Linked DNA regions of Mus musculus: regions 1, 2, 4, 5, 6 and 7 are each linked to region 3. Evidence: chromatin contacts called from public HiChIP or PLAC-seq and promoter capture Hi-C data. All regions are on one chromosome and are shown on one strand. Each heading gives the region's core, a stretch centred on a gene start, on an enhancer-like site or on the middle of the called end of the contact. The rest is flanking DNA. Distances are from core to core; before and after follow the strand shown. Region 1 holds the start of Rhoh (ras homolog family member H). Region 2 overlaps Tbc1d1 (TBC1 domain family, member 1). Region 3 holds the start of Fam114a1 (family with sequence similarity 114, member A1). Region 4 holds the start of 5830416I19Rik (RIKEN cDNA 5830416I19 gene). Region 5 holds the start of Pds5a (PDS5 cohesin associated factor A). Region 6 holds the start of Pgm2 (phosphoglucomutase 2). Region 7 overlaps Tbc1d1 (TBC1 domain family, member 1).

Region 1 (2,700 bases), core at 79-2,578, 890 kb before region 3:
GGCCCTCCAAGTCTACAACAACCTTCCCCTTCTCCATCTGCTAAGCCCCCATCCTTCCTAAGGCTTCCTGCTAAGCCCCCATCCTTTATAAGCATCCTTCCTTCTGAGCACTCCAGCTCACTCCCAGAACCCTTCTCGAAACCCTACAGCTGTTAAAGCTTCTGTGACCCAGCTTCTTCTTCAACTGTTTCCTAACCTGTATCTTTCGCTGTAACTACTAGACTTGAAGGTCCACCGAAGGACGGGTTTCCTTATATTTCTCTTCTCTCATGCACAGCACCATCTTAGATCCGGTCGCTTGAACCCATCTGTCACAACTTTAATTTAGTGAAGCACCTAAAACCGGTGATTTTCCCCCAAGCTTTTGTTGCTGTGGATGTTACAGCCCAGCCAATCTATTGGCAGTGCACAGCATGAAACCTGCTGAGAAACTAAATTTAATCTAGAAATGTACAGAAAGGGGCCATTGGGATTGAGAATAGCTAGATAGGAATTCTGGGATATGGTTTTTATTTCGATTTTTTTTTTCTACATAGCTAGATAACTTTAAAGCTGCTCTCTGTGGATGCTGGAGGGCCCTTAGATTTCCTTCATCAAACACTGCTGCATGAAGTCTAAAGTCCCCACACAAGCAAGCTCTGACACAGCCCCAAGAACATATGGGAATACCTTAGAAACTAAGACTCAGTGGCACATGCCTGTAACTCCTGCACCTGGGAGGTGGAAGCAGAAGGGTCAGGAATTCAAGGCCATCTTTGACTTCACATCAGCCAGCCCAGGCTATCCAAGACCTCATCTCAAAACAAAAACAAAGCAAAATAGAAAGAAAACCAAAGTGTGTCTTGTTAAGACTCTAGAGTTGGGGTAGACGGCCGAACACACCCCCATCTCTGAGTTTAGTCTACACTTTGCAACAAATTAAAAAAGGTCATTACAATGTTCAGCCTAAAGAAGAAGAAAAAAATCTTAACAAAATCACAGAGATTCCTGAGACACCGAAAAAACATTTTTAAAGAGGCAAAAGTCTTACCTGGGGTAGAATGCCAAGTCTCATCACCAAAATGACTGACTCCGGAAGTCTAAGTAGCTCTCCACGCCATGTAAAAGCTAACGTAGCTCAAATCTATTACTGCTGAGAGTCCCTCCTGAGGTCTACCTCTCTCTCTCTCTCTCTTCCCCAAGGCTCCCAATGAGTCACTGTTGGAAAAGCTGCAACACCGGACTGGCAGAGTCCAGCCCAAGGTGGTGGGCCTCAGTGTCGGAGGTGACCGAGGCAGAGGAACACTCCGAAAGTGACAAAAGCGATTAGCAAGTTCCTGTGCCGAAGTGAGTTTCCTGTGGCTGGCTTCTCCACAAAGGGGTTTCGCCTGTGTGGGTTTAGGGGCCTGTGCGCATGTGCGTTTGTTTCCCTCCATGAGCCTGTGAAACCTACCCAAGCAAGAGGCCAAATAGGGCTTTTGCTGCACGGCTGGATTTCTGTTTGATTACCGTTTTATCCTTTCTGGATCGTTTCTCTCTCTCCATTCCCTCCTGTTGAGGGAAGGAAAGGGGGTGAAACTGGGATGATTCTTTCAGGAAATGAAACAAGAGAGGAAAATCGGTTTCACTGTCCTGGCTGGTCTCGGTTAACTTAAGCTTAAGTAAAAGCACTTAACTAAGAACTTAACTTCCGGGCTGAGAATGGAGCCTATGGGTAGCGTACTTGCCTGGCCCTGTGTTTGTGCCCCGTACTGAATAAAAGCCATAGTTCCTGGCACACACCTGTTATCCCAATGTTCAGAAGGATCAGAAGTTCCAGGTTTCCCAGGTATGATGGCACCTGCCTTTAATTCCAGCGCTCAAGAGGCAAAAAGCAGGTGGAGTTCTTTGAGTTCAAGGCCAGCCTGGTCTACATAGAGAATTCTAGAACATCCAGAGCTTCACAGAGAGTCTCTGTAAAAAAAAAAAAAAAAACTCAGCTGTACACGGAGTTCACCACCAGCCCAGCAGGAGACAGTCGGTGGGTTCTCTGGATCACTCTGCCTTATTAATAATGAGTTGTGCTGCCAGTATTAGTAACAATTTAAAAATGAAGGGCATAGCAAAAGTCAAGTAACCGCCACAGAGCAGCACCTGGGCCGGGAGGTACTAGACCCTGTGCTGTTTTCTGACCCCTCTGAGTTTCATTATTTGACTAAAAACACAACTGTACTTGTCCCTCCTCGCTGTGCCAGCCAGGTGTAGAGACCATCTGCCACAATGTAACCCCATGGTCAAACTGCCTAAACCAGCCATTTGACTCTCCTGAAGTATTAACACCCTCCCCCCTCCCCTCCCCCTCCCCTTCCCATGCCCCGCCACCCTAAGTCTTGAATCACTATAAATGCTACTGACCAGGATGGTAACTTGCTCAAAATATCGGAGTGCCAAGTAGGCAAACAGCAGAAAGACCTTAAGGCAGACATGAGATTGGATTAGCCAGGCCTTAGGTACTTTAAATGGGATTAAATGGCACGTCTCTAATCCCAGCACTCTGGAGGCAGAGGCAGGCAAATCTCTGAGTTCTGGTCTACAGAGTGAGTTCCAGGACAGTCAGGGCTACACAGAGAAACCCTGTCAGAGAGAGGGAGAGGGAGAGGGAGAGGGGGAGAGGGGGAGGGGGAGAGAGGGGAGGGGGAGAGGGGGAGAGGGGAGGGGAGAGGGGGAGAGGGGAGGGGAGAG
Region 2 (2,700 bases), core at 8-2,507, 750 kb after region 3:
ACACACACATGAACACATACACCACACACATATAAAAAAAAAATAAAAATGGAAAAGTATGAAATGCTATTTCCTGACTGGTCTATTAGCAAATAAAAACCTGATCCAAACTCGTTCCCCTCCCTCCACAGCAGGTCAAAGTTTCCTGGTTTAGGTGGTTGAATTTACCTTTGAATATGATTTTTTTTTTGTAAAATTTTTAATTTCTAAGACTTTCTATACAAACTTAATCCCAGGTTTTATCCACAGCTGAGCCCTTTCTCACAACATTCACTCTTTTCAAGTCTGAAATGAGCATGCTTCCTTATGCAAAACACGATCCTTTTAAAAATTTAACATTACTATTGTATGTGCCACTGCTGGGGCATGACGAGGGTACGAAGGCGTGGGTGGAGGTCAGAGGCCAACTTACTAGGATTGGCTCTCTCTTTCTACCAAATGGCCTGAGGGGTTGAATTGGGGTTGTCGGGCTTGGTGGCAGGTGCCTTTACCTGCTAAGCGATCCTGTCATCCCTAAAGCCCTGTTTTTGCTTTCTTGGTGTAACCTGAGATTTCAAGGTAAAAGCCAGTGAGTCACAGACTCCTGCATCTCGCCAAGTGTCTGCTCAGGCTCTTCTTGGTGCCATTGTTGGTGCACTGAGCAAGAACACTTTCCAGAAATCATGACCCAAGTTAGTCCCCATAACTGAGAGGAGGGGTGAGGGGAGGGGGAGGGGAAGGGGGAGGGGAGGAGAGAGGAGGGAGGGGAGGAGAGAGGGGGAGGGGGAGAGAGAATAGGGGGAAACAACCTCCAGTAGTCTCTGGGGATTTAGTGCTTAGCAAAAGAACACCTGCCCGGGTTGTAAAATAAACCACCCGTGCACACTGCACGCGCGCACACACACACACCCTGGCCTCTCTGTACAGCTGGAGAAGGAACAGAACTAAAAACAGCTCCTACTGGCTCTGACAGACACCAGGGGTGAGCGGACCTGAAGAGAGAATGGCTTCTCCTTTCCATGTGTGTTAGAGTCTCATCCATCCTCTTAAAGCTTTTATGCAGGGGGGTCTGAATTGTAGGTCTTCTAACCTGGAATTTCCCAAATGTGACAACGATAATACAAGCAACGTGAAGTTTCATGTTTTCATGAATTTCAACATAAACTCAGCTTTCAGATGAGGGCCAGGCAGTTTCTTCTGTGGTTTGGATTAACTTTCTTTTGAGCCTTTGAACTTTGCTCTCTATGAGGCAGAACGGGGTGGCTTGGGGCCAGGTGGACTCGGATGTTCTGCCAGCTCTACCTACTCATTTCAGGGACAGATCACACCTGGATCCGTATCTACCCTGTAGCTATTGTGGAAGTTATTATGGACTTAAAATCTCCAACATTCCTCCCAAGCTGTGACATTTATGTTGAAGTGAATCCCCTGGTGGCACACTGCTGAAACCCCAGCACTTGTAAGACCGAGGTAGAGGGATGACAGATTCGAGACCAACCAGAGCTGCAGACAGGGTTGCAGACTAGCCTGAGCTCTGAGACTCCATCTAAAACGAACCAACTCATGATGGGTTAATGGTCTGATGGCCTTAGCTCACAGTTATCTTTGATTGTTAAACTCAGAGTCACTCTCAACAGGTCACCAAAGCTCCGAGAACTTTCCAGAACGCAGAATCGGTTCCTTCCTTCGGAGGAGAGATCAAGAATGGATGCCTGCCTGGTCTCTCAAAGCCTTCTCGGAGATCACTATTCAGGAGGGAAGCAAGCAGTATTCCCTGAGCACTTAGTGTCTGGCAGATGTTTGCCATTATCTCGTTAATCATTGCAGCTCTTGGAGATAAGAAATGATCGTGGTGATGGAGCATAATGCTCAGAGTGCTTTGCCTGTCAGACTCGGAGGAAACCAGTGAACCCTAGACAAAGTCCATTGGCCCCCCACGCATTGTTCAAAATCTCCATAGTGCATGAAACAGGGAGCCTCCTGACCTCCTAAGAAGGGGAAACTGAGGACCAGTTGGTAATTTCACATCTACAACCTGGCCCCACCGAGGGATAGGCTTCAACCATCCATCAGTCTACTAATGCCTATGGCTCATCACCGCGCATCAGTTCCTGGGGTGCAGCGGTAGACACACCACCTGCCCTTGAAGGGACGGTTTACAGTCCAGCAAGCCCACACTGCAAGCAAAGAGGAAAGAGCACAGCTGACTGCTTGAGTCAGGGAGCCAGAGAAGGGGTCCTGAGCCAACGGCAGGCCCTGTAGGCAGCTTGGAGTCTTACCAGGCATCCAAATGCTAAGTAGAAATTACCCTTACAGATAAGAGAGGAGGAAGACTATCCCTAATCTGTAGAGCATTAGAATTAGGTACTGACAGGATTTTCACTTTTTTGGGTAAGATTTATTATTTTATAAATGTTTTGCCTACACATGTCTGTGTATCACATGTGTACCTGGTCCCTACAGAGGCCAAAGAGGACACTAGAACCCCCTGGGACTGGAGTTACTGACAGTTGTGAGCCATCACATAAGTGTTGGGACTCAAGCCCTGGAAGAGCAATCAGTGTTCTTAACCACTGAGCCATCTCTCCAGCCCCTAGAATTTGTCAAATCATTCATGCTTCCTACAGCTTAACTGGTAAAACAATCCCTCCCCTATGCCCCCCCCTCCCGCCAAATGAAATAGCCCAGGACAAATACACATACATTCTTATGGTTCAAATA
Region 3 (2,700 bases), core at 163-2,662:
CTGTTTCTCTTCTTCTGAGACTTCCACAGACTTCTCTAATGCCTTTGGAAGACTCGTCTATGTCACCCTTCAAGCCTGTGAACCACGAGCCCTTGCTTCGTTCTGACCCACAAATATTTACTCAACTGATATATACTGTGTTTGATATTGATTTGAACGAAAAACGATGTCTCACATAAGCCTGCTCTGATGAAAGAAATAACTACTTACACTTCTGAATCCCCAAGATTCAGGAAGCCCCCCACCCCCTAACACCCCGCCCCCCACCCCCCACCCCCCGTCCCCAAATTCCTTCTACACTGGCTAACTTGTGCTTCAAATCCCACCCTTGGAGTTTCATTCCATCGCTGGCAGCTTTCAATGTAAGAAGTTTAATCAGAACATTTCAGGATTGATAGAGGAAATGGAGGAGAGAGTCTAGGATATGGGCTGGGGAGGAAAGAACTCTAGGAAGCCAGGTGAGCTAAGAGAGGCTTCTCGGAATGACCTTGTTTCTCTTGTTCTGGTGTCCCAGGGAGGAGTTCAAGGACTGCTGATTTAAAAAGCCATCAGCTTCTATCAAGAGGTTCAGGGGTGGACACTGATGGTATGGCCCAGAGAGTGCTCCCATAGTCTGCCGAAAGTCCTCCTTCTTTAAGAAAAGCCAGTGAAATCCAAGTGGGGACTGACTGACAGCTGGGAAATACTCACCAGATTCCTCGGAGAAGACAAGCTGGCTGGGTAAAGGGGCTGCCTTTGGGGTGGGGAAGAGGGGGCCCAAGAGGGTCCTGGGAATGCAAACGGTGCTAGCTTAAGGTGTTTCAGGGGGGCAGGAGCGCAGGCATGCTGGGTGTGGGGCATGCCAGGGAAAGATGATGGATCAGGATGGAGGTCAAGGCCTGTGCTCGGTTTTCCCAGGGGGAGGACAAGCTCACCCTAGGAATGGAGGTCTTTGACTAGCAAGAACTGGATCCCTCAGAGCGTCGCGCTGGGAGGACCCTACAGCCCACCCCAGACTTGGGACACTTGGGGAAACTTTCCAGACTGGCTTGTGCCTAGCCTCTGGCAGCGGACTCCACGGAGCTCCAGGCCGGACGAGGGTGCAGACCGGGCGTGCGGGCGTGTGGGTGTGTGCATGAGCGTGGACTTGGAGCGACACACACTCACACACACACACTCACACGCCCGCACCCACGCAGGGCCCTCGGCCGCGTCTCCCCCGACCTTCGTGCCCAAGCAAGTTGCTTTCTCGGGACGGTTCCCCGCCGGTGATTTCTCACACCCTACAGCGGACAAGGGTCGCGGCGCGCTGGTCCCCTCCCGCCCGGGAAGGGGATGGGGAGAGGGCGCCCCGGGCTCTTACCGCTTGGCCGGCCGAGTGCGCGCGGGAGTCCCGGGTCCCGCCCCGCCACGTCGGCAGGACCGGCGGGGACGCGGCCGCAGGGGAGGGACCGGCCAAGCTGCCCCGCCCCGGGCCGCCCTCCTCTGCCTCTGCCCGGCCCCACTGCACCCTGACCTGCTGCGAACTCCGAACTCCGCCGTCCCAGATCGGTGGTCGGGGCAGAGCGCGGGGTCCCCTGCCTTCCATTACGAAGCACTGGGGAAGCCCTGCAGGTTGTAAGGAGTCCCCTAGCCTCACCGTGGGATTTCCCGGTTCTAAATTAGGTGGAATTCTCTGACCACGTCAGCGATGGGAGTGGGATGTGATTAGAAACAAAAGTAAAAAGACTCAAAGGAGCCATGCTTTCTAGAAGGCCAGCTTGGAAATGTGGATCAAAGCCCAAATTCATTCTCTTTGGCCTGGGCATTGCACATCTGCGTTTGGCGTGGAAAATGTATTTGTCCAAAGCAAACAAAATCTCCCCTCCCCTCCCCTCCCCTCCCTGATGGCAGCAGGGGGTAGGGTAGGGTGGGGCGGAATGGGATGGGGTTTGCACCACGTAGTTTCTCCGTGTCGCCCTGGCTGTCCTAGATCTCACTCTGTAGACCAGGCTGGCCTTGTACTCAGACCTCTGCCAGCCTCTGCCTAGGATTAAAGGTATGCGTCTCCAAGGTTTGACTGGTCACCATTTCTCATGCGCGCCCCCTTTCTGGTTTTCTCTTTGTAAGCTGCTCTCTCTTTTTAGGCAGCTTCCGTTTGTGTGTGTTTCTTTCCTTTGAGGAGTTGCTTGTGCATTTCTGTGCAGTTGCAAACAATAAACACCTGTTAGAATAGAACTTTGTGTGCTTGGGGGGACTTTTCACCACCCTGGAGTTCTTAATTTTAAGTAGTCAGTTGTTGGTGTAACTTATATGCTTGAGCCAGGGAGTGGCACTATTAGGAGGTGTGGCCTTGTTGTAGTGGGAGTGGCCTTGGAGTAGGTGTGTCACTGTGGGCATGGACTTAAGACCCTCATCCTATGGACTGCCTGAAAGGCACTGCTCTGCTAGCAGCTTTCAGATGAAGACTTAGAACTCTCAGCTCCTCCTGCACCATGCCTGCCTGGATGCTGCCATGCTCTCGCCTTGATGATGATGGACTGAACCTCTGAACCTATAAGCCAGTTCCAATTAAATGTTGTCCTTATAAGAGTTGACACGGTCATGGTGTCTGCTCACAGCAGTGAAACCCTAAGACAGTTGACTTCTGCTAGTTTGTTGCTCTTTTCTTTTTTCTTTTTAGGAAGATGAGAAAAAATGTTCAGAGTGGGAGGGGCTCTGAGTGGGGCCATTCAAGACTGA
Region 4 (2,700 bases), core at 31-2,530, 930 kb after region 3:
CTTTTCTCGCACTGTATCCTCACTACCTCTCTCGTGATAACAGGTTCAGCTAGGAACTAAGGATAAGAGCATCCTTACGAGATAAATGTATTCCATCTGGTTCCAAGGCACAACGAAACCCAGAGAATTCACAGAACTGACCAACATCACGTAGTTGGAAAGGACAGAACTGTGTCTAGACTTCTGTGTCTGTGACTGCTTATGACATAGAACCACAGAGTACATTTTTACTGCCAGTGGATTAACATTCAAATTTCTTGCTACTTATTTTCAAAAGTAGAGCAGTCATAACGTTTGTTTGTTTTTCTTGGAAAATAACCACAGGAAAACCCAACAGTGACAGAGCTTTTTAACTTTGAGTGTGGCCCTTGCTTTTTGTTTCGTATGCCTGAAAGAGTCCCCTGGAGAGCCACCCAAGCCCTGCTGCATGTGACATGGCTCAGAGCCAGGCAGCAATCCTGCTCTTCCCACCCGGAGCCCTTGGCCGGTGGCCAGCCTGCAGCTCCGTACTCATACCCACTGTATTGTCTGCCGGGCTGGTCATGTGAAGGGATGACTGATTTAAGGACATGAACGCCATGATTCATAGGAGGGGGGGAGAGGGAGAGAGAGAGAGAGAGAGAGAGAGAACATTAGCTCACACACCAGTAGCCACTCTCAGCACTGACCCGTGTTAAGAAGAAGTGGTGCCGGTCAGACAATAGGAGAAGACCTACATCCTCTCTTTGAACTGACTGTGGCTCTGAGATTACAGGGCTTGGCCAGGAGAAGGATTTTGAGGCAATAAAGCAAAGAGCCTCTGGATAAGTCATATGCCAGGGCACAAAACATAAGTGGCTCTTTGACCTCAGTCAGCCTCCGATAGTCTCTTACAGTGGCTAAGAACTTTAGGTAGGTTTGAGTCATACAGCTACCACCACACATATTGTTGTAGCCAACGACTACATCTACTTCAAAGGATTCAGTGCTTTAACACAGGTACAAATCAGCACGGGACCCAATCATGGTAACTTCTACACCAGTGTGAGTTAGCAGGATTCTTAGGAGAGATGCAGATACAGTTACCTGGAAACGGAGTCGCCATTTCTCCATCTTCTTTCAACCCTGAGGATAGAAAGCGTTCCTACATTATCCTATACTGCCTCTGCCATTCTAGAAATAACCCTGCACCCCCACTCACCTCCCTCCCCGAACAGCGAGCTCATCCAACACGAAGCTGGCGAAGCTGGCGCGCACACCGGCTCTGACACATACCTCCCGGCAGAATAATGGGTGGCACTGAGAGTGCTTGTTCAGACCAAAGCAGAGCGGGTGAAACAAGGAAGTCGCAAAGTGTTGTGGTTTAAAACGGATAGACAGATAGACGTTTACAGTTTAGGATTACCGCCAGCGAGTACAGGGCCACGGGAGGAGACTCTCAGCCTTCAGACTATTTCTCTAACAAGGTGCTTGTCCATCCATCCCCCCCACACTTCCCCAACCTTCCCCAGCCTACCCTCCCCCGCCCCAGATAAAAGTGTCATGTGCCAAGACATGATCTCTTTAGATAACATTTTATTTATTCTTTTTATTACATTTCTTTGTTTTGTGTTCGGATGTGGGAGTGGCATATGAAAACCATCATGGGGGCTGGGATAGCAGAGACCACTCTGGAAAACGGTGTAGACCAAACTGAGACAGATGGGGAATCCCACAATCCCCTCTCAACGTCCAGCTTCCAAAGAAGGCCTGACTTCTTCAAGGTACACAGAACCTTTTAAAACTACCATCCAGTAACTGAGCCTTCACACATGCAGGTCGTTCATACTTTCAACCCAAGCCTTTCAGCCACTTTCTCTCTTCATTCTAACAAAAATAAGTAAGTAAATAATAAATAAATTCAAGAAATCAGCCCCCCACCAAGTTTTTCTTGATCAAAATGCCTCAAAAAGAGGAGGCTGTCTCTAACCCAGAAGTGTAATTTGACGCCTGTCTGCAGCAGTCTTCTGTGCTGATTAGCATGGACATAAATATTCATGTGCTGATTCATGAGGAGGAGGTGGCAACGAAGAAAGCATCAATAATTGTTGATTGTTATTAGCCATAAGTGGGGCTAGCAGAATGAGCTTATTATCCCCCAAGAAATGACATTAATGTTGGTTTCACACACACACAAACACATACACACACACACAGAGACTGCAACATGCATAGGAGACAAAGCCTAGATTGCACACATATAACGAGTCTTTCTTTTGCCATCTGTTCTTGAATTTTTTATTTAAAAATCTCTGACACATGAGTATTTGTGATGGAGGAAGTTGGCAACCACTTTGCACTCATTCTCCAAGGGGCCTGGAGGCCAGAGCATCCCACCAGCAGCTGCATGGTGCAGAGGTGGGCTGCCACTGGCACTTCTGTCTCCACACAATGGGAAACATTGTCCCTCTGTTCAGGTTGGAGATGTCTTTGGAGACCTATTATCCCGGGAACAAATAGAATGATACAATATATCCGTTGTGTTTGACAAATAAGGGAATAGGTACCACTGAGAGTCTAAACTGTCCTTAGTGTATTTGTTAGGATAAAGGGCAAGCTGCTATAATGCAGACTGTTTTTAAAAGTTCAGTGGCTTCAGAGAGATACCTTTGCTCTTTTCAAACAAGCCAGGCCTTCCATGTTGGCAGGATGGCTCTAATGCACGTGCTTCCTCTGGGATCT
Region 5 (2,700 bases), core at 175-2,674, 730 kb before region 3:
TTACTGGAAATCTTGAGTTCAAAAAAATCCTCTTGCCTAAATCTTTTGATTTAGCTGCAACCATAGGCCAGTTAAAAGGTGGGCATTTTAAAGAACAATGTATAAATTCAATTGCTGCCAGCTTCTTCTTTCTGTTTTTTTGAGATAGGGTTTCCCTGGCCATCCTGGAACTTACTCTGTAGACCAGGCTAGCCTCGAAATCAAAGATTTGCCTGCCTCTGCCTCCCGTTGAAAGGCGTGAACCATAACGGCCTAGCTTCTTCCTCTTTTCATTATTATTATTAATATTTTTTACTTTTTTTGAGACAGGGGTTCTTTGTTGCCCTGGCTGTCTGACGTCCTGGAGCTAGCTCGATTGACCAGGGTGCCTTGAACTCAAGAGATCCGCTTGCCTCTATCTCCCAAATGCTAGGATTAAGGGCGTGCACCACCATCACCCCCTTCTGCTTATTGTTTTTGTTTTTTTGAGACGGTTCTCTGTGTAGCCCTGGCTGTCCCTGGCTGTCCGGGAACTCACTCTGTAGACCAGGCTGGCTTCGAACTCAGAAATCCGCCTGCCTTTGCCTCCCAAGTGCTGGGATTAAAGGCGTGTGCCACCACTGCCCGGCTTGCTTATTGTTTTAAAAGGTGGTTTCCTGAAATTATGTGTGTATTGTTCAGGTTCATTCGCTTCAATATTTACCTTAAATTGCTCAAGCACCGCTGCACTAAGTTTTCTTTGGCAAGCCTTTCCTTTGGAGGAGAGAAAAAGTAGAGCTTTGGTGTATTCACAACTTAAAAAAAAAAAAGAGGTCTCAGATTCACATAGGTAATTTGTAAATCTCTAAAAACACCCTCCCTCTTTCTTCTTCTGGGCTTCACTATCAGGAACCCTAGTCTGTGTTTTCAGCCTGTACCCAAAATGACTGGGAGGCCAGAAGCCCCGGCACCATAGCTTGAGATCGCATGCCAACTTCCTATTTTGCAGCTTTGAAAACCTTAATGGTAGGAGTCTAACTAAGGTCGTAGGCTGCGACCTAGGGCGACTCTCCGGAAGACGCGAGAATGAGCAGCCCGAGTTGTAAAACTTTGCCTCGGCTTCCAGAGCTCTGTTTGGAGGGGAAAGCAGCCGTTTCTCCAGATAATTAACCATTTCTCCACCGGTCCGGTCACATCCCCGCCAGCCAAGCCTTCAAGAGCCCCGGACTCCGCGACAGCGGTGGCCGGGAGTGTCGCAAAGCCGCGCCTCCCGGGGTCCGCTTCCCGCCACCGGGGCTCCTCCTCCGCGCGCCGGCTCGGCTGCCGGCCCCCCGGAGGCGCCCGCGCGGGCAGGTCTTGGCGCCAAACGGGTGGCGGCGCTGTCCACCACGCGCGCGGCCGCGTCGGGCTCGAGGGAGGCGGGGGCTCGGCCGGCGGAAGAAGGGGCGGGAGCGAGGCGCGCGGTGCTCTCGCGGGCTCTCGCGCCGCTCGCGTGACGGGCTCCGGCTGTGCGCGGCGACGCTCAGGCTCCGCGGGGCACGGGCGGGCCGGGAGCGCGCCGCGGCGAGAGGGCGTCTGGTGCGGGTGGGCGCGAGGTGCGGGCGGCCGGCCGGCGAGCGAGCGAGCGGCCGGGCGGGCGCGGGGGACGCGCGGGCGTGCACCCGCGCGCGGGCTCTCGGAGGAGCCGCGGCCGAGGCTGCGCTTCCTCAGCCCGACGGAGAGCGGCAGTGTCGCCCCGGCCGGCGCACGCTCGGCCCGCTTCTCCCCCCGCGGCGGCTGCTCCTCGGCACCGCCAGCCCCAGCGCCGCTCCGGGGCGGGCGGGCGGCGGCGGCGGCGGCGGCGGGACGGACGGAGCCGCTTTGTGTGCAGCCCGACGAGGGGCGGCGGCGGCGGCGCAACCACCTGACAGAGGCCCGGCGCTCGCTGCACCGTCCGCCCGCATGAGGAGGAGGTAAAGCGGCGGCCGGGCTCGCGCCCTCGGCGGCGAGGGAGGGACGGAAGGGGAGACCGCAGGGGAGGGCGCGCGCGGAGGCCCGGCGGGGTTGCCCGGAGCGGCGGCTCAGGCCTTGGCGGTGCCGAGGAGCGCCGGGCGACCGAGGGGCTTGAGATGCCGCCGGGCTCGGTTGCTGAAGTTAAGGAACAAAAATGTGAAGTGCGGAGCCGGGTCCTTCGCTTCCTGGCGAGGGGCTCGGGCGGCTGGCGGGGGTGGCGGGCTGGCCGGGGAGGGGCGGCCGCGCGGCGGGGACGCCGGGAGCCCGGGGCTCGGCACGGCTATGGCGTTCTGCTCCCGGGCGCCGGCGCCGCGCGTGGGTCCTCTTGGGTACCTAGTTTTGCGGCCTAAGCTGAACCCTCTAGGCCTCGAGTCTCCTTTCCCGGAGGTGACCGGCCAGGCGGGGACCCAGCCGCTTCTCCTGAGCCAAGTGGGGCCGTTGGGTCCTCAATGTCCCCCCGAGGCCACCAAACTTCCGTCCTAGGTGCTCGGGGATACATTTCATTGTGAAAAGAGGGCTAGGAAACTCCGGGAGCTGCTCGGCGCCTCTCGCGGCCGGGGCTGCTGCAGCCGAGAACCCCGTGGCACCGGGGCTGGCTCGGGTGGGGGTGGCGGACGCCTAGCCGGGTCCGAAACCCAGGGAAGGAGCGAGTGGCGGGGTCCCCGGCCTCGGGGGGAAGAAAGGGCCCTTTCTAGATTAGAGATTTTTGAAATGAAAAAGAGGTTACAAAGTCGCCCCTTTTCCCGCTGA
Region 6 (2,700 bases), core at 64-2,563, 880 kb after region 3:
TCCACAACAAAGCAAAACAAAACCTCCCATGAGGCGCTAGCACTGCCATCCTGTTTCCAGGATGGCCTGACTATTCATTTTCTAGGTGTGAGCGAGCAAAGGCCTCTGCTGAGCCTTCCAGCCTCTATCCAGTCACCAAATGTTTCAGGGACCAACTATAGACATGCAGTACGGCACTACGGTACTACGGTACTATAGACCACGGAAAGCAGCAGAGACACACAGCACCAGCTACATAATTTTCAGGGGGGGCCAGTGCACAATTAGAACGAAAGACTCCGTGTTTAACAATAGAGAATCTCAAAGTAGTGCTTTAAAATACGGCTTGGGCCCTTCCCTGAGTACAGGTTCAGTGGATCTGCGTGGGTCTCACCTCCTGAAGTCAGCCCTGGATACCGACAAATTTTAAACAAACAAGCCTGTAAGGGATTGTCTTTCAATTCCAGGAAGAGCAGGGAACCAAAGGCCTGGGCTGTCTAGAGAGAGAGTTTGAGTTGCACTTGGGAGACAGGAAAGATCCGCTAAGTTCACACAGGAAAAACGACAAGAGAAATAAAGTCAGCAGAACACCGGCAAGAGGAACATTGCGGGAAAGCAACAGGACACGCGAAAGCACAGGTCAGAGAGAACTTGTAGAGGGCAAAGGAAGTGATGTCCGGAGCTGGCCGACTGACTAAGACATTACAGGGGAAAGGCGCAGCTGGGGCCAAAGCGTTCCCTGTCACCTTCCCAGTGGAGTGTATGTTCTCTGGAAAACTCCCTGTCAGCCTGGCCCATCAGGGACCCGGTAGTATCCATGAAATCAGAAAAGGTGGTCTGGACTGTGGAGAAGTCCAGGTCCCGGGAAAGGCGGGACAGAGCGGATTCTGAATGGATGAAGATGCTCAGCCCATCACAGAACCTCAAAAACCTTCTCGTGCGTGGACTACCCCGGGTCCCAGGCCCGCTACATTCACTCTCCACCCCACTCCCCGCCCCCCAGCTCGCTCCTCTACCGGGTCTAGCAGCCGGGCGAGCCACACAGCTGTCTCCAGTCCCGCAACAGCTTATGCCGAGCAGGCACCGTGTGGCGAGGCAGGGAAGGAAAGAAGGAAGCTGGGCCCGGCTCCCTGCCGGACAAGCCACGGCGCCCGAGAACCGAAGAGCCGGAGATCGGCCCTTACCTGGTCCCAACGCAGCCACTGCGCGGTCTCCTGGTCCAGTCGCGCGTCCATACCCAAGCCACTGCCTTCCGGAGCCGGTGTCTCTGTCGGTGTCGCCGCCGCCATCCCGCAGCAGTCACAACCGGGCGGAGGAGGCCGGGTCACCCTTCTGGAGGGGCGGGGAGAGGGCGGGGAAAGAGGCGTAGTCAGAGAGCCGGAGGGAAGAGGACGTGCAGCAGCCCCGCCCGGTTCCAGACTCGCCATTAGTGGGTGTGCTTCCCGGAGGGCCAGGCAATTGGGGAGTGCTTTGTTGTTAGGAGAGCTGGAGGCTCGCCTTACTCTAGTCTCCTAGGCCCTACATACCCAGGGTCCTCCAGCAAACATCAAGTATGCATTTGGTGCCCATCACACCTGAGATGCTAGTCTGACTGCGCTGGGAAGCAGAGCACATTGGCGCAGGCCAGTAGCCACATGGCAGAGGCAGGCAGGTCTCTGTGAGTTAGAGGCCAATCTGATCTACATAGTGAACTCTAGACTAACTAGGGGTACATAGGGAGATCCTATCTCAAAATGTAAATTAAATTAGAGAATAGCAGAGGGGGAAACAAATCTTGAAAAAGAAGAGCCAAGTGGGAAATAAATCAAATAGACCAACGAGCCAGAAATGAGATAACACTTGCAAAGACAGTTTATGTCAGAAGAGCAACCGGAAGGACGAGTTGTAATTTCAAGGCACCGGGTCAACTGGATTTTCACACTAGAAAATGTAAAAAGAATGTCGACTCATCCGCCTGAGGTCGCCACACACAAACGAGAATTCCAGGTCAGCTGGGTGATGTATGTGCACACCTGGCTGGGCACGGGGAAGCACAAGCAAGAATGGTTCTGAGCCGCACATGATGCCTTCCTCGCTCCTGCAGTCCCGACTGTTGGGACTGTTGTGAGTTCAGGGCCTGGCCTACAAAGTGAGTTCCAGTTCACCGTGGGTTCCAGTGTGAGATCTCGTCTCAACAAGCAAACAAACAAACAAACAACCCTAAAACGAAAGAAAAAACAATTAAACAAAAAAAATCCAAAGCAGTTAAGAGCACGGGTTGTTCTTCCAGAGCACCTAAGTTTGATTATCAGCACTAGCATGGCTGCTCAGGATGGTCTGAAACTCCAGTTCCAGGGGATCCTGCATCCTTTTCAGACCTCCATTGTCATATATATCCATGGTGCATAGACATGTATGCAGGCAAAATACAAACATACACACACACACACACACATACACACACACAACTTTTTAAAAGGTTTCTAGCAGATTTAGTCGCAAAAAGCTCCAACCATACACATCCAGATTGCCAACAATAGAATGGATAAATATGTAGTGGTATATTCATTCTAAATCATATACATAAATGATGATCGATAAGCCATGAGTTACACAGCCCAGTGAGAATGAAGAACTGTATACAACTTCATGGATGTAGCTCACAACCATCCCATAGAGTGAAAGAATTCAGACCTCTGACAGACATTGGGTCTGACAGACACTGACTAAGAAAAGCACAAA
Region 7 (2,700 bases), core at 92-2,591, 730 kb after region 3:
TTATAGTCTCCACCTTCAGGGCTAGCTGAGCACAGGGCCTGTGGAACTCAGTTTTTCCTCCCTGCTGGGGAACGCTGACTTCTTTCACAGGATCAGACACTCACTATCAGGAACATTCCTAGAGAACCAACACAGAAACCAAGCCTGACAAGAGATAAGGAGACTGCAGCCGACAGAAGCTACTGCTGGGAATGGCCCACAGCTGGCTGGCTCTCCCGTGCCAGAGAACACTCCAGTATGGCTAGAAGTTGAGACTTGCTTAGACTGAACTCTGATCTACCCATTACAATTAAATTCCATCTACTAAAAGGGAACTGAAGTCTCTAAATCCTAAGGACATTTTCCAAAGTGACACTCCATCTTGATTTAAAAGGATGAGGGGGAAATAATATCTAAATAAGCCCAGGAAGGGTAGGGCATGAGTTCATGTGCACTGCACAGCCATCTTGGACTACTGTTAAAACATCTGCTCTCCCAAATCTAGCAGAGGACTTCTGGGTTCCTTCAGTAGTGCCAGGGAACTCTGGGTGCGGGTGTCTTCCTCTACTGCTTGCCAGTTCAGATGCTTATCACCCTCTGCTCCGCAAAGGACTGCTTGATTTACATCTCTGCCTTTGCATTGTTTTCTCAACTGGACTCAAGGGGCCAAGCCCCTCTTTAAAGAATGCCTCCTTATTCCCTGGTTCCCACGTGAGCAGGTTCACACTTGGCAAGAGGCTTCTTTCTACGCATTCCTCCTTCTGTCAACTTTTAACTGTCAGGGTGCACACTATTCATTCCTCAGCATGAGCCAGATCTCAGGTGCTGGTCAAGCCTGTACTTAACCCAGCCAGATCCCACCCGTCCCATCCAGCAAGGCTTTCACTCCAGCCCGGGCTCTGCACAAGGACCCTCCTCCAACCTCTACCAAAATAGCTACCCAGCTGTCCTGGGGTCCTTCTCCACGGAATTGTCAATAAACCATCTTATCTCACTCCCTTGCAAACAGCCCTTGTGTCAATCACAGGCATGCAGTGTCTCCCTCCATCTAGAGCATCCCCTCCTCTACGCTTTCACTCATTCAGCTTCTTCCATAACTCCTGGGTGGGGCCATTCATTCATTCCTTCATCCACTCGTCTACCCATTCATTCACCCTGCTCACTTTAGAGATCAGAAAAAAAGCCACCAAGGGCTAGAGTGACTGGCATCGAGTCACAAAGCTCAGGCACACAGAACTAGCCAGACATTCCCAGTCAAGGTTGGTTTCCCCACCACAGGATTTGCTTTGCATGATGAAGCAGGGACGGAGTAATCGTTGGTGTCAGATTTCCTTATTTGGCTGAAACCCCTAAGCCTCCAAGTAGATAATAACCACAGTAACATCGATAATAACAGAACAACAACAACATATGCCCATATGCCTAGGGACATGCTGTAGGGGGAGACTCTGAGACTCAAACCTTACCAGTTTCTCACTCTATGCTTAGTGCTCCATGACCACGAAGAACCTGTGCACCCAACCTAGATCTGCACAGGACGGGCTTGAGGACAGAGTCACCCTTCCTTCCACTTTGCTGCCATCTACCCACTCCAGATGAAACATACACGTGTTAGAGCAATGTAAAACCACACAGCTAAGTCAGCACACGGGTGCTCCAGGTCACTGCATTCCTTACTAACTACTCACATCCAGAGCATATCTGTGGCTCATGGACAGAAAACATACTGTGTGTTCATTCATGAATGTGTGGAGGTGTGCATGCATGCATGCATGTACAGGCATGTGAAAGCCAGACAACAATGCCAGGTGTTTTCCTCTATTGCTTGACAACGTTTTTGGTTTGGTTTGGTTTTGGTTTTTAAGATAGCTTTATGTTTGTTTTATGTCAGGGGTGTGTTGCCTGCATATATGTTGGCACACCACAAGTGTGCAGCAACCTCAGAGGTCAGAAGGTAATTTCAGGTCCCTTAGAACTGGAGGTACAGGCATTTGTTAGACACCGAGTGGGTGCTGGGGATGAAGCTGCAAGAGCTGCAAGTGCTCTTAACTGCCGAGCCATCTCTCTAGCTCACTCATTTGTGAGACTCCTGAGTTTAACAACCTGAGTCAACTACACAGGCTAGCCAATGAGGCCCAAGGATGCTCGTGTCTCAACCCCCATCCACCCCATCTACCCTATCCCACCCTATTCTACCCCACCCCACCCCATCCCACCCTATCCCAATGTTGGGATCACAGGTTCTGATTCACTCACAATGAGACTCCATCCACTTAGGTGCTAGGGACTGGACCTGACTTAACGCAGTTAGCCCTTTACTAAGCCCTTTGCTGACTAAACCATTCCCCAGCCCTTTGGAAATCACATTTGAAAAGACAATTCTATGTAAAACAGGCATCTACAAGGAATTTGGCTTCCAACTACTCCTTTGCACACCCCTGCCTTCTCCCAGGCAAGGTCTCACTTTGTGTGCACATGGTGGGCTTGCACAGTAAGCTTCAACCTGCACAGACTGATCGCCTGGAGCAGGCAAGATTCTCAGCAAATGTCTAAAGTCACTATCCCAGTCCACTCAACAGGGGGTGACGACGGAACATGAGAGCAGGGTTGGGACTCCTGGTCTAACACAGGATGATGCTTTTCCTGGGAGCAAAGCCGTCCACACACCACAGCTCAGCAGATTACCACGCTAGAGAGCTGCCTCAATGTAATGTTCTCTCA

What was found. Promoter capture Hi-C pulls out the DNA fragments that hold promoters and counts their contacts. HiChIP or PLAC-seq counts read pairs in DNA pulled down with a chosen protein or histone mark.
Region 1: a contact with region 3 is called in a promoter capture Hi-C map of pre-B cells, with 3 times the contacts expected there. The contact joins the promoter of Rhoh here to the promoter of Fam114a1 in region 3. A contact is called at or near these places in 5 of 39 promoter capture datasets (the C10 cell line, frontonasal cranial neural crest, liver and 2 more) and 1 of 115 datasets of contacts at active chromatin or transcription factors (memory CD8 T cells).
Region 2: a promoter capture Hi-C map of pre-B cells shows a contact between it and region 3, with 4 times the contacts expected there. The contact joins the enhancer-like site here to the promoter of Fam114a1 in region 3. A contact is called at or near these places in 4 of 39 promoter capture datasets (3T3-L1-derived adipocytes, liver, neutrophils and 1 more) and 2 of 9 other capture datasets (embryonic stem cells and liver).
Region 4: a contact with region 3 is called in an H3K4me3 HiChIP or PLAC-seq map of bone marrow-derived macrophages, with 6 times the contacts expected there. The contact joins the promoter of 5830416I19Rik here to the promoter of Fam114a1 in region 3. A contact is called at or near these places in 2 of 39 promoter capture datasets (the 3T3-L1 cell line and stem cell-derived epiblast-like cells) and 1 of 115 datasets of contacts at active chromatin or transcription factors (bone marrow-derived macrophages).
Region 5: a promoter capture Hi-C map of pre-B cells shows a contact between it and region 3, with 7 times the contacts expected there. The contact joins the promoter of Pds5a here to the promoter of Fam114a1 in region 3. A contact is called at or near these places in 5 of 39 promoter capture datasets (hippocampal neurons, liver, neutrophils and 1 more), 2 of 115 datasets of contacts at active chromatin or transcription factors (bone marrow-derived macrophages and microglia) and 1 of 9 other capture datasets (liver).
Region 6: an H3K27ac HiChIP or PLAC-seq map of the NIH/3T3 cell line shows a contact between it and region 3, with 7 times the contacts expected there. The contact joins the promoter of Pgm2 here to the promoter of Fam114a1 in region 3. A contact is called at or near these places in 5 of 39 promoter capture datasets (the 3T3-L1 cell line, 3T3-L1-derived adipocytes, hippocampal neurons and 2 more), 1 of 484 Hi-C or Micro-C datasets (B cells), 2 of 115 datasets of contacts at active chromatin or transcription factors (the NIH/3T3 cell line and embryonic stem cells) and 2 of 9 other capture datasets (adipose tissue and embryonic stem cells).
Region 7: a contact with region 3 is called in an H3K27ac HiChIP or PLAC-seq map of extraembryonic endoderm stem cells. The contact joins the enhancer-like site here to the promoter of Fam114a1 in region 3. A contact is called at or near these places in 1 of 39 promoter capture datasets (embryonic stem cells), 3 of 115 datasets of contacts at active chromatin or transcription factors (embryonic stem cells, extraembryonic endoderm stem cells and fibro-adipogenic progenitors) and 2 of 9 other capture datasets (embryonic stem cells and liver).

What each region holds. Positions count from the first base shown.
Region 1 is chr5:65,862,212-65,864,911 of GRCm38.p6, reverse strand. Rhoh (ras homolog family member H) reads right to left here and starts at 1,328. Exons shown (of 3, transcript NM_001081105.2): 1 at 1,031-1,328.
Region 2 is chr5:64,216,603-64,219,302 of GRCm38.p6, reverse strand. All of the region lies in intron 2 of Tbc1d1 (TBC1 domain family, member 1), which reads right to left. Among named protein-coding and RNA genes, the nearest start is that of Gm46913, 29 kb to the left of the region's middle. Within about 2 kb of position 1,257, at least 56 of the 459 cell types and tissues checked have an H3K27ac peak or open chromatin away from gene starts, as enhancers often do. A contact at or near this core is called in liver and pre-B cells, where this site is marked.
Region 3 is chr5:64,968,787-64,971,486 of GRCm38.p6, reverse strand. Fam114a1 (family with sequence similarity 114, member A1) reads right to left here and starts at 1,412. Exons shown (of 14, transcript NM_026667.3): 1 at 1,343-1,412. It overlaps Mir574 (microRNA 574), which reads right to left and starts at 1,169; the gene lies at 1,092-1,169. It also overlaps a transcript of Tlr6 not described here.
Region 4 is chr5:64,043,553-64,046,252 of GRCm38.p6, reverse strand. It overlaps 5830416I19Rik (RIKEN cDNA 5830416I19 gene), which reads right to left and starts at 1,280. Exons shown (of 3, transcript NR_045384.1): 1 at 1,255-1,280; 2 at 1,066-1,104.
Region 5 is chr5:65,696,960-65,699,659 of GRCm38.p6, reverse strand. Pds5a (PDS5 cohesin associated factor A) reads left to right here and starts at 1,424. Exons shown (of 33, transcript NM_001081321.3): 1 at 1,424-1,910.
Region 6 is chr5:64,091,552-64,094,251 of GRCm38.p6, reverse strand. It overlaps Pgm2 (phosphoglucomutase 2), which reads right to left and starts at 1,313. Exons shown (of 14, transcript NM_025700.3): 1 at 1,164-1,313. The coding sequence starts at 1,268.
Region 7 is chr5:64,241,917-64,244,616 of GRCm38.p6, reverse strand. All of the region lies in intron 2 of Tbc1d1 (TBC1 domain family, member 1), which reads right to left. Among named protein-coding and RNA genes, the nearest start is that of Gm46913, 4.0 kb to the left of the region's middle. Within about 2 kb of position 1,341, at least 65 of the 459 cell types and tissues checked have an H3K27ac peak or open chromatin away from gene starts, as enhancers often do. A contact at or near this core is called in extraembryonic endoderm stem cells, where this site is marked.